Linked DNA regions of Pan troglodytes: regions 2 and 3 are each linked to region 1. Evidence: chromatin contacts called from public Hi-C and HiChIP or PLAC-seq data. All regions are on one chromosome and are shown on one strand. The core of a region is the stretch at or near the end of the contact, and the rest is flanking DNA. Distances in the headings are between cores, read along the strand shown. Region 1 holds the start of CDK5R1 (cyclin dependent kinase 5 regulatory subunit 1). Region 2 holds the start of TMEM98 (transmembrane protein 98). Region 3 holds the start of LOC107969199 (histone H2A.N).

The links. A called contact is a pair of places that touch in the nucleus more often than the background predicts. HiChIP or PLAC-seq counts read pairs in DNA pulled down with a chosen protein or histone mark.
Region 2: a Hi-C map of stem cell-derived neural progenitor cells shows a contact between it and region 1, with 2.2 times the contacts expected there. The contact joins the promoter of TMEM98 here to the promoter of CDK5R1 in region 1. A contact is called at or near these places in 1 of 7 Hi-C or Micro-C datasets (stem cell-derived neural progenitor cells) and 1 of 1 datasets of contacts at active chromatin or transcription factors (stem cell-derived excitatory neurons).
Region 3: an H3K4me3 HiChIP or PLAC-seq map of stem cell-derived excitatory neurons shows a contact between it and region 1, with 7 times the contacts expected there. The contact joins the promoter of LOC107969199 here to the promoter of CDK5R1 in region 1. A contact is called at or near these places in 1 of 7 Hi-C or Micro-C datasets (stem cell-derived neural progenitor cells) and 1 of 1 datasets of contacts at active chromatin or transcription factors (stem cell-derived excitatory neurons).

The regions. Positions count from the first base shown.
Region 1 is chr19:35,100,912-35,104,993 of NHGRI_mPanTro3-v2.0_pri, forward strand. CDK5R1 (cyclin dependent kinase 5 regulatory subunit 1) reads right to left here and starts at 1,801. Exons shown (of 1, transcript XM_016932024.4): 1 at 1-1,801. The coding sequence starts at 1,667. The coding sequence ends at 744.
Region 2 is chr19:34,670,398-34,674,479 of NHGRI_mPanTro3-v2.0_pri, forward strand. TMEM98 (transmembrane protein 98) reads right to left here and starts at 1,662. Exons shown (of 7, transcript XM_001174599.6): 1 at 1,374-1,662.
Region 3 is chr19:34,711,106-34,715,187 of NHGRI_mPanTro3-v2.0_pri, forward strand. It overlaps LOC107969199 (histone H2A.N), which reads right to left and starts at 2,177. Exons shown (of 2, transcript XR_010152911.1): 1 at 2,087-2,177. MYO1D (myosin ID) reads left to right here and starts at 3,599. Exons shown (of 22, transcript XM_511404.8): 1 at 3,599-3,945. The coding sequence starts at 3,851.

The DNA.
Region 1 (4,082 bases), core at 551-3,050:
CGACCTCTTTAGCTGGGACCCAAATTGAGAGAAATTAATGAGTCAAACCAGCTCATCGGCCAATACCACCAACGTGGCTGGGAGCAGCAGACAAGGGGGTAGGGGGGCGAGTTCCATTTATCCACTAAAGAAAACCCCTTCTCCCTAAAAAAAGAAAACAGCAAATCAGGGCGGTGTGTGGTCAAACGACCAGACACAATCTTTCCACTAGACCCGCTCAGCTTCGCCTCGCCTAGATTGAAGATGTCCCCGGGTGGCGGGGATCTTGCCTCACGACCCCACTGGCAGCTCAGTTAGGGTGGCTGGCTCCAGGAGCCTCTGGGAGAGTGAATAACTCCACACAGGAGCCAGAAAAGGGCCTCCAACCAGAAACCCCAATTCCTCCCTGGGCCAGGCAGCCAGAGGCCCCTCTCTAGCTCCATACAGGGTGCAGCCGGCAGCCTTGCCTACCCTGGACCCAGCAAGGGCACAGGCGGCAGGGGCAGGTGAGTCCTTTGAGTTCCCCAAAGTGGGAGGTCAGTGGCCTGGGTGGCTCTGAATACATCTTCTGGGTTTTGCGCAAGGCTCGTGAGTTCAAAAGTGCCCAGAGTTCTTGGCAGGGATGAAAAAAACCCCAGGGAGAGACTGTGGGAAAGGTGAGGCCCTTGGTGGCTTTGCTAGACACATACTGTACACAAAACTGATTTAATAATAAATTCTTAAAAATGCATTGAATCCTTGAGCCATGACGCAGGCTACAGTGCTCACCGATCCAGGCCTAGGAGGAGCCGCTTCTTGTCCTCCTGGCCGCTCTCGTTCTTCAGGTCGGAGAAGACCTGTGTGAAGTAGTGTGGGTCGGCATTTATCTGCAGCATCTTTGAGCTCATGAGGTTGATGACAGAGAGGCAACGGTCCCAAAAGGCCTCCTTGCAGCTCTCCACCAGGAAGGGCTTGAGCGGGTAGGAGATCTCGTTGCCCATGTAGGAGTAGGAGAGGTACAGGCATGTCAGCAGGACGGCCTGGAGCTCGTGATCCGAGCCCACCTCGGAGGAGATAACATCCCTGCAGAGCATGTAGAGGAAGACCACGTTGGCCGGCGTGATGAAGCCCTGGTCCTGCCAGCCCTGCAGAAGCAGCGAGCGGTCCACGCTGCGCAGCCAGAGCACGGGGTCCGTGGGGGACAGGTGCTTCAGGCGGTAGCACCGGCGGCAGAGAAACTCACCCAGGCAGCGAAGCAGCTCACTGGTGGACGCCTGGACGATGACCCGTTTGGGCGTCCCTGCGGAGGTGACGGCAGGGTGAGGGGCTTTCTTGACTGAGGAGGAGCCCCCGGTCTGGGAACCCGAGAGCTGGCTGGCCGGGGGTGCAGGCGGCTGGGCCGGTGGGGGCTGGGCGAATGTGGACAGGTTGGCGCACGACAGCGACTTCTTCAGGTTCTCATTGTTGAGGTGCGTGATGTTGTTCTGGTAGCTGCTGTTGGGCTGCACCTTCTTGGAGTTCTTCTTCTTGGCCGACACGGCCACGATTCTCTTCCAAGGCAGCACGGAGATGATGGAGTGGCGCTTCAGGTTCTTGTCCTTGGCGTTCTTGCTGTTCTGTACGGCCGTATAGTGGCCCACGGTGGCCGCGCCATCCTCAAACAGCGTGGCCTTCCGGTAGCTGGGAGACAGGGACAGCACCGTGCCCATGGTGCTGCTGCGCGCCGGGCGGGGGCTCGCGCCCCTGCGCGCCCAGCCTGCCGGCCGGAGGGATAAAACCGCTCACCGAGCCTGCGGCGGCCCCGGAGAGGAGGCGGGGGCGCTCCCGGGAAGCGTGCTGCCCCCTTGGATCTGCCTGAAAAACAAGATGGTTCTTAGCGCCAGGCTGGGCTCCGCGCCGCGCCCCTGCGCCCCTCCGCCCCGCGCCTCGGCGCACCCCGCCGCCCCAGTCCCGGGCCCTACCCGCGCCCCCGCGACGCAGCCTCGCCGCCTCCACTGCAGCACCCCCGCCCGCCGCCGCCGCTGCGGTCCCCAGGCGCAGCCGGGAGGGGCCCGGGCGCCGACGGAGGCGGCCGAGGACCCCCGCCTGGACACCCCGCACGGGCGCGACCCCGGTCCCCGCTCCCCAGGGCCAAGGACGGCCGCCCAGCGCAGGCTTACCCGGCAGGCGGCAGCTCCTGCGCTCCGCGCCCTCCGCAATGCGCGCCGCGGCCCCGCCGCCGCGGTCCCGGCGCTCGGCGGCGCTCGGGGGCGCTCGGCGGGGATCGGCTGGGCTCGCGCTCGGCGGCGGCGACGGCGGCGGCAGCTAGGGAGCTTCTGTCCAAGGTTCTGCAGGCACCGCGGCCCCGCCCCCCGCTCGGCCGCCCGCACCTTCGCCGCCGCCGCCGCGCTCGCGCTCCCGCTTCCGGCGCGCGCCTCAGCGCCCTGCCTCGCGGGGCGCGCGCGCCGTCCACGCTCCGGCGTGGTCTCGCCGGGGAGTCGCGGCCGTTGGTGTCCTCAGCTCGAGCCGCGCACGGTGCGGGTAGGACGCGGCAACGAGCGGGAGGCACCTCTACGCGCCGGGCCCCATCTAGGAGCCGGACTCCGCGGCTGCGGCGGGACACGCGGCGTCGGCCCGCCCCGCCCCTGGGGGCCGCCCCTCCCGCACAGCTCGCCGCCCGCTCCGCGCCGCCGCCCTACAGCAGCCCGGCCGCCTGAGAGTCCTCGGCGCCCGCGCAACCCAACTCTGCCGACGCGGGGCGGGCGCCGAGCAGGGCGGAGCCGAGGGCCGACCCCGCCCGCGTCCCGCCCAGACACGTGCTGCCTTTGTTCCCGCCGCGGCGCCCGCAGCTGCCGGCCGCGGGGGCACTCTCGGCCGAGTCCCTGCCCTGGCAGCGCGCGGCCCGCCGTCTCTGAGGCTGCCGCCCTGGCCTGGTGAGGAGCCCTCCGCCGAGGCCAGGGTCCGGAGCTCCCTCCTTCCACCTGACATCCCCGTCCCTGTGGAAAGCAGCCAGGGAGCGCGGGGAAGAAGGCCCTGGGCGGGGAGAGGCGACGCCTTTACTGAGGCCTCCCGAGTGCCACGCGCACCTCGAGTGGACAGTCCAATCGGTTCTGGCCACCCTTCCGGGGCCTCCGTTCCCTCATCCTGGGTAGATGCCCGCGGCCGAAGTGGGCCTCAGAAATCCAAGCCAGAGAAGCATGGCCCGTAGCCAAGCCTGAGCCCGCCACAAATATGACCTCTAAGTTCCCACTCGCCCTCTTATTTGTCATATTAAAGCTGAAGCACCTGCCCCTCCGGCCACCTTTCTGACCCTCTTAAACGTTTTCAATTCTAAGTATGTATAATTTGAGAACTTGATGCTAGCGAAATTGAGTAAAATTCTGTTTCTGAAAGCTGTTCCTGTCAGATGTGAATCCAGATCCTTCACAAAGGCCGTTGTTCATTTACTATTTTACCTTGTTTCTGGAGATCGAGTCAAAACTGACCACAAACCTGGGGAACAGGAAACTTAAGCCCTGTCTTAATCCAGATTATCTCTGGACCTAGAGATGAGGGAGTGGCTCTCCAGAGGAGAGGATGCCACCCAGTTACCTGACCACTCCAGCGGACTAGGCTTTCACCCTGCGCCAGCCCTGTCAACTGTCCTAGGGGGAACAGAAAGGGAATCTGGCATCATTCAAAATGGTGTAATCAAGGCAGAAAGTGCTGGGTTTTGTTTATGTGCCACTCAGATTTCTGTCAATAGGAATTCCAGGCTTTAGGAACCTTGGGGGGCAGGCATACAGTGGAAATGCATTGCTCTGTACCCAGAGGGCTACTTTGTCCACAGCCTTTCAGAACATCCACAGCAGCTGTTATGGGAACTCAGAAGAGGAAGGCAGGCCCCCAGTTCAGTGCGCCCCTCCCTGTGAATGTTCCTCAGTGTACAAGCCTACCTGCTCTTCAAATGGAGCTGTCCTCAACCCTCCTGCATGTAACAGTAAGAAGCCAGAAGAGGCCGACGCAGTGGCTCACGCTTGTAATCCCAGCATTTTGGGAGGCCGAGGCGGGTGGATCACCTGAGGTCAGGAGTTCGAGACCAGCCTAGCCAACATGGTGAAACCCCGTCTCTACTAAAAATACAAAAAAAATTAGCCAGGCATGGT
Region 2 (4,082 bases), core at 412-2,911, 430 kb before region 1:
AAGGGCTCACAGAGCTGCTCTCCCATCTCGAGCTCACTGGACCACAAGAAGGAGAAGGCTGGCATCTGCCTCTTCTGTGTGTGTCGCTGATTTTGTGAGAGGTAGGTGGGGGAGGGGGGTAATTCTCAGGGTAATTCTCTACGTGTGTGTTTCTCTTTACTGTCCTTTTATCCACCTCCTTTTGGCCTTTGTGTTTTCTGCCTCCTCTTATGTCTGCCTTTATCTCTGTTTCTCTCTCCAGGCATCTTTCCCTCTGCTGCTCCCGTCTCCCCCTTCTCAGTGTCTCTCCTTCCCCTCCCCCGGTCCCAGGCCTCCAAGACCACCCACTTGGTTTCCTCTCTCTTCCTGTGCGTTCTGAGTGTTTCTCTGAGCGTGTTTCTCTGGGTGTGTGTGAGCTGAGTGTGCTTCTGTGTTTCTCCGTGTGTGTTTGTGTTAGTGTGCGTGAGCTGTGTTTTTCTGTTTCTGTGTGTGTGAGCTGTTTCTCAGTGTGCTTCTGAGTGTGTGAGCTGTGTTTCTCAGAGTGTGTTTCTGAGTGTGAGCTGTGTTTCTGAGTGTTTTCTGAATGTGCTTGTGTGAGCTGTTTATCTTGAGTGTGCTTGAGTGGGTGTGAGCTGATTGTGTTTCTCAGAGTATGTTTCTGTGTGTGAGCTGAATGTTTCTCCGAGTGTGCTTCTGTGTGTGAGCTGAGTGTTTATCTTGAGTGTGCTTCTGAGTGCGTGTGTTTCTGAGTGTGTGTGAACTGAATGTTTCTCCGAGTGTGCTTCTGTGTGAGCTGAGTGTTTATCTTGAGTGTGCTTCTGAGTGCGTGTGTTTCTGAGTGTGTGTGAACTGAATGTTTCTTAGTGTGCTTGTGTGTGTGACCTGAGTGTTTATCTTAAGTGTGCTTCTCAGTGCGTGCGAGCTGAGTGTGTTTCTCGGAGCGTGTGTTCGTGGTCCTTCTCTGCAGTCTGCGTGGCGTTTCTTTGTGTTTTTCTTTCTCTATTCTTCCCTGCGTACTGAAGAGTAAGTTTTCCTGTTTTTCTCCGTCTCTTTCTCTCTCCCTTACTTTCCCCCTTCCCCTCCGGTTCCAGAACCACAAGGCCAGAACAGACCCAAGACCCAACCCGCTTCCCCGTGCTCGTCCACCCAGGACGCCCACTCCGTCCCCGGGAGGGAGGGACCCCCAGCCCGCCCGGGACGCGCCGCACGGGCCCCGGAGCGCTCCGGGGCGCGGCTCCTACTCCTTTCCCCAACTTCGGGCGCGCGGCCCCGCGGCGAGAACAAAGCTGCGGCACCCGCCTCCCCTCTCCCCGGCAGCCGGGCCAGGCCCCGCGCCCCCCGCGTCCCCTTCCCCGACTCGCCGCGGCCCGCCGGGCCCGGCGGGGCTCACCCACCTCAGGCTGCGGCTCCCGGGCGCATCCCGCGACTGCCCCGCCGATGGCAAAGTCCGGGCGCGGGCGCGGGCCTGCAGCGGAGCATGCCGGGAAGCGCCGCGGCCCTAGGAATCCAGCCTCGCGCCCCCGCGCCCCGGCCCCGGCCCCCGGCCCGCGCCAAATCCCCGCCGCCAGGCGCCGCCGTCACCGCCAGGCCCCCCGGCGGCCGGGGCAGCTGGGAGGCGGGCCCTGGCGACCCAACACCCCTTCCTCGCGCCCCCGCGGTGGCCCGTCCGGGCGGCAGACGGAGAGGGGAGCGGAGGGTCCCTGCCTGCGCCCCGCCCCGGGCTGGCGGTCCCAGGCGGCGAGCGCCGATGGGTTCCGCAGGGGGGCTGGCGGCGGAGCCAGTGTGCTCCGCCACGGACTGTCCCATTGAAACCCTGCCTCTGCCACTCACTAGCTATGGGCAACTTAGTTCAGCCTTTGTGCCTCGGTCTGTAAAACGGGGCTGCTGCTTGTCAGCATCCTCAGAGTTGGTATTAGGAATGATGGGATGCAGGATGCATCGGACGGCCTGGCCCAGGGTAAAGAGTGAATCGAGAGTCGCTCTTATTTACAGCCTGACCCACGGGTCAGTGACAAGCAGGCCCACCCCTGGCGACTGCCTAGCCAGGGGCAAGAGTACAAATGCAGAGCCCTTGCTAGTAGTCTTGCTGCTTCTATTCCCACACGACTCCATCCCATACATACTGAAGGGGGTCTACTGGTTCAGGCAAACACACACCCTCTACCCTGCCATCCTTCATTCTAACGATACTCAGGCCAGGCAGGGCAGGCTGCCCTGGGTGGATGGAAGTCAGACCTTGGAAGCAGGCTCAGGGCTGTTTACACAGGGATTTCCGGAGTCCAGGGTACCAGGAGCATGATCTAGAAGGGAACATACGCTCCAGCTGGAGTGGGCCAACTAAAGCACGGGGTTCAGGGCAGGATCCCAGTGGTCCAGGTCTCAGGTCAGTATCGGTGACAGTTAACAAAGGATACAGATTGGGTCCTAGGCCGCTTGACACAGGGTCTGCAAACTGGTACCCCCAAGGCCACATCCAGCCCACAGAGGTGGTTTTTTTGGGTTCATACTTTTGTTGTTTTATTTTAATTTTTTTGAGACAGAGTCTCACTCAGTCGCCCAGGCTGGAGTGCTGTGGCACAGTCTTGGCTGTTTACGGGTGGAGGGTGTCCAGGTTCTTGCCTTTATTTTTTATTTATTTATTTATTTTTTGAAACAGAGTCTGGCTCTGTTGCCCAGGCTGGAGTGCAATGGCACGATCTCAGCTCACTGAAACCTCTGCCTCCTGGGTTCAAGCGATTCTCCTGCCTCAGCCTCCCAAGTAGCTGGGATTACAGGTGTGCGCCACCACGTCCCACTAAATTTTTTTGTTATTTTTAGTAGAGACGGGGTTTCGCCACGTTGGCCGGGCTGGTCTGGAACTCCTGACCTCAGGTGATCCACCCACCTCAGCTTCCCAAAGTGCTGGGATTATAGGCGTGAGCCACCGCACCCGGCCGGTTCTTGTCATTTTGAACAAAGAATTAGACAAAAGGCACAAGCAAAGCAAGTAAAGAAAGAATGAAGCAACAAAAGCAGAGATTTATTGAAAACAAAAGTGCATTCCACAGGGTGGGAGCAGGCCCCAGCATATGGGCTCAAGAGCCCCTGCTGTAGAATCTTCTGGGGTCCAAATACCTCCTAGAGGTTTCCCATTGGCCACTTGGCGTTCACCCCATGTAAATAAAGTGGTGCCACAATTAGTCTGATTGGTTGTGGAAAGCAACCAATCAGAGGCTGAAGTGAAGTTACAAAGGTTGCACTCCTATGCAAAAGAAGATTTGGCCCGCAATCAGTCTGATCGGTCACTTTCCACAACCAATCAGAGGCTAAAGTGAAGTTACAAAGTTACACTCCTATGCAAAAGAAGATTTGGCCCGCAATCAGTCTGATCGGTCACTTTCCACAACCAATCAGAGGCTAAAGTGAAGTTACAAAGTTACACTCCTATGCAAAAGAAGATTTGGCCCGCAATCAGTCTGATCGGTCACTTTCCACAACCAATCAGAGGCTAAAGTGAAGTTACAAAGTTACACTCCTATGCAAAAGAAGATTTGGCCGCAATCAGTCTGACTGGTTGCTTTCCACAACCAATCAGAGGCTGAAGTGAAGTTACAAAGTTACACTTCTATGCAAATGCAGGATTGGTTGCAGAAAGGCAATCAGAGGTACTTTCAAAAGATTTTCCATCTGCCAAGCAGAAAGTGGGGAGTGGGGGTTGCAAAGGGAGTAGTCTCTGGTCCGTTTGTTACTTAGGTGCGGAAAGTTGGGGTTTTCCTTTTGATTTAGTTCTAGGAAGTTAGGTGAACCCTTAGGTTTCCTGCCTCCAGACCCTATTCTCCTGCCTCATCTCCCTCCTGAGAGACATGACCCCCATAAATCTTTATGGGATGCAGAGGAACTGTAACTGCTTCACGCCAACTTGGGGCGTAGTCCCTACCTGCTGGAGATCATGGAACTCTTGCCCTACTCTGTCTAGTGGAGACAGGGTGGCATCCTGATGGCCAGGGGTGGTGTCTTCACCTGGAACTGACTGGAAACTTTGTCACATGATCATCTGAAGCTTGATGGTCTCTATGTGAAAGGAAATGAAAATGGTTAAAAGATTTAACAGGAACTTCAGGGGG
Region 3 (4,082 bases), core at 927-3,426, 390 kb before region 1:
AATTATTTTTGTTTTTAGAATTACCTGTTCAGTGTTTATAATCTCCTAGCACATCTATGCCAAATAGAGCTAAGAGGTACCCTGGACCAGGGTTTTCAAAAATATCTGCTGGTTCTTCAGTTCTGGAAGGTTTGCAAAATTCTGATGTGACTTTGATTTCTAAGTGTTATTTAATATTTTTAAATTAAAAATTTTTATTTAGCACAGTTTTAGATTGCTATTTAATTTTTAAGTTTAAATTTCAGGCCGAGTGTGGTAGCTCACACCTGTAATCCCAGCACTTTGGGAGGCTGAGGTGGGCAGATCACGAGGTCAGGAGCTTGAGACCAGCCTGACCAACATGGTGAAACCCCGTTTCTACTAAAAATACAAAAATTAGCTGGGCATGGTGGCATGCACCTGTAGTCCCAGCTACTCAGGAGGCTGAGGCAGGAGACTCGCTTGAACCCGGGAGGCGGAGGTTGCAGTGAGCCGAGATCGTGTCACTGCACTTCAGCCTGGGCGACAGAGCAAGACTCCATCTCAAAATAAATGAATAAATTTCAAACTAATTGCAAAGTTACAGAAAAGTTGTGAGGATAGTACAAAAGAAAATCCCCTCAAAAGTCCCATATATTTTTAATGACTTTACCACTTGTTAGTATTTTGCATCATTTGCTTTAATCATTTATATGTCTACCAATATATATCCACGCCCTCCTTCCACCTCCTCATCTCCTTATTATTATTTTTATTATTCTTGCCAAACAGTTCAAGACATCATTTTACTCCTAAATACTTTAGCAGATACCTGCTAGAAACAAGGACATTATCTTGCAGAATCCCAGTAAAATGATCAAGTTCAGAAAAACTAGCATGATACTATCTTACTATCTAACATCGCGTCTATATTTGAATTTCACCAATTATCCCAATAATGTCCTTTACATTTTTCTGGTTGGAGATCCAGTCCAGAATCACCCATTGCCTTTAATAGTGATGTGCCTCAGCCTCTTTGTCTTTCACACCATTGATATTTTTGAAGAATACAGGTCAATTGTTTTGTAGGATGCCCCTTAATGTGAGTTTGTTTGATGCTTCTTCATGATTAGATTCCATTTACGTATTTTTAGCAGGTAAATGATATGTGTCTTTTTCAGGAGACCATATCAGGAGGCTCATGGTGTCTGTGTGTCTCATGATTGGGGATATAAACTTTTATTTGTTTTATTTTTTGTATATTTTAAACTGTAACAAAAACATGCATCTCCAAATGTGTTTCTATTCAAATTTTATCACAAAGAACATTCATAATGAGCTAATCTGCTCTAGGTTACCTTGACTGAACGCAGACCAGAGTATTCAGTCTCTCCTGCCGGCTGTGCATATACCTGAACTTTGCTCAAGTGTGTCATTGATTAATAATGTTGTAACTGCACATTGGCCTAGAAATGCTGAATGTAAAGTTGTATGGGTAACAAATTACTGCTTAGTTATACAAACAAGAATTTGCTTGACACGGTACAATGAAAACAACATACAAAAGTAAACTGGAATCCTGAGGCTAATAGTGAGCCCCATTGAGCAGATTTGGGTTCATCATGAGAGCATCAATGCCTAATTTTATACTAATTTGGACTTATACAAGAAATTAATAAAATACCCTTTGCATATGTTGTATATGTGTTTTATATGTTGGGTTCCTATATAAGATGTTGATTAAAATGAGGATCTCTTACTTTGGCCATTTGGAAACCACATTGTATCCCACCATAGCTCCTAACCACTGTACAATTTCTGCAACTCTCTCATCATCTGCAAGCCGTGATGTTTCTTTTCCTGGTACCTGGGATTTTGCCCTAATTTTTAACACCTACAGAGCTCAGGGAACACACATATATAATTTACCAAAAGGTTTTGGGGTGTGGTCCCTGGATGCTCCAAAGTGCACACAGTTTGAGATTTCTTTCTTTCCTTCTTGAAGTTCAGTTCTGCTTATGTTAAAACATGCCAATACAAACATTAGGAATACAACCATACCCTATGCAATAACCTACTTAGCCACTGACCAACACCTCCACAAATGACCCAACCATAGGACACCTACCTTATTCCAGAGCTTTTATTCCACAAATGAGGACACTGATATCGAGACAGGTGGATCTCCTCCTTCTGAAGGACAGCTGCTAACGGTAGTCAGATGCAACCCAGCTCTGCTGGTGCCAGGGATTGGGGTGGTTTTCTGATGGCAGAGGCAGTCCCTCAGGAGGTGACAAAGCTACTTTCCTTTCTCTTAGCAAGTGTGGGTGGCTGGCAGCTGAAGCAGGCCTTGGGCAAGGTCCTTCAGTCTGGTTTACTCATCTCAAACTCAGCCAGAGTTGAAGCCCAGCCAGGTCCTTGGAGGCCTCTAGATTTCCTCATAGATTTTGTAATAGAAGATGTCCTAACAGAAACACAGAACTGAATAAATGTAGATACATTAGAAAGTCATTTATTTAAAAAAAATAGCTGGGCATGGTGTCATACACCTGTAGTCCCAGCTGCTCAGGAGGCTGAGGCTGGAGGATTGCTTGAGCCCAGGAGTTTGAGGTTGCAGTGAGCTGTGATTGCACCACTGCACTCCAGCCTGGGTGACAGAGGGAGAATTTGTCTCTAGAAAAAGAAAAAAAAAAAAAAAAAGAAAGAAAGTCATTTGTAGTATATTTTCTTTGGGAAAATACATTGAGTTCAAAAAGAATTTTCCAAGCTCAACCAATGTATCAATAAATTGGAGACTACTTACAACTCACTTCATTCCACTGAACCAGTATGGATTTCATATTTATATATGCGAAGTAGTACAATAGTTATTTGGTGGATGCAAAAAGAATGGTCCCATGCTCAAGACATCCGCAATAATCCTGGAGAGATGATACAAAGATATATTTAAAACTTAATAATCATATAAGGTAATGTCTGATGACATGCTCGGATGAGTGGAAGGGAAAATGGGCCACTGAAGAATGGAGGTAGTCAGACATGGTTGAACGCTGCGGCTCCTAAGTCAAATGACCTGCGTGAAACCGCAGCTGCTCCACTTCCTAGTCGTTTGGCAAGTTTCTTAAAAGTTCTCTAAGGCGCTGAGAACAGCTCTGGGCATTTTTGGTGCCCCCAAAATGTTAGCCATTATTATTACCTCTCAGTCTGTGCTTGAACCACCACTTCAAGAATGGGCAGGGTGTGAGTAGAGAGGCGGGAGTGGGTTTTGGAGCAGGGTGACAGAATCATAATGAATTGTCCTCGCGAAAAGCTCCACGAACTACTTTTCTAACTTTGTTGGCAGCTACCAAGTGTGGGCGGCAGGCAGCCATCCTCTTGGCCGCCTGAGATCCCAGCGCCTGTCCCCAGGGGGCGCTGTCACCCAGCTGCCGCCGCCCGGCCCAGCGCGCGTCCCCGCCGCCCACCCGCGCGTGCGCGCCGCCCAGGTGAAGAGGCGGCGGCCAGGGCCGCGGCTGGGGCGGGCTCCTCAGTGGGCCGGGAGGGGCGGAGCCGGGAGGCCCGGGCGGGGCGGAGCCGGGACGAGCCCCAGGCTGGAGGCGGGACCAGCCGCCGCCGTCTCCGTCTCGGTGTCCCGGCCCCTACAGCGCCCGGCAGCCGCGGCGGGAGGAGCGGAAACTGTCGGGCGCGTCCCGTTCGGAGCCGCGCCGGCCGAGAAGGCGCCGAGGAGCAGCGAGGCGGCCTCCGTCCGGCCCGGACCCGCCGAGCGGCGTGCGCGCCCCCTCCCCGTAGCCTCGCGGCGCGGCCTCGCCCCGGCCCCTCCCGAGCTCATCGCGGGCCCACGGAGCGGCCCCGGAGGCCCGAGCGCGCCCACCTGAGCCCCCGCGCTGGCGCCATGGCGGAGCAGGAGAGCCTGGAATTCGGCAAGGCAGACTTCGTGCTGATGGACACCGTCTCCATGCCCGAGTTCATGGCCAACCTCAGGCTCAGGTGAGGGCGGAGCGGCCGCGCGCAGGGGCGCGAGGCTGCGCTTTCCCGAGAGGGGGCGCCTCGGGGCGCGGCCGGATCCGGGGTGTCGGGGGCGCCCAAGCTCCAGGGATGGAGGCGCGGCCGGGCTGCAGTGTCCG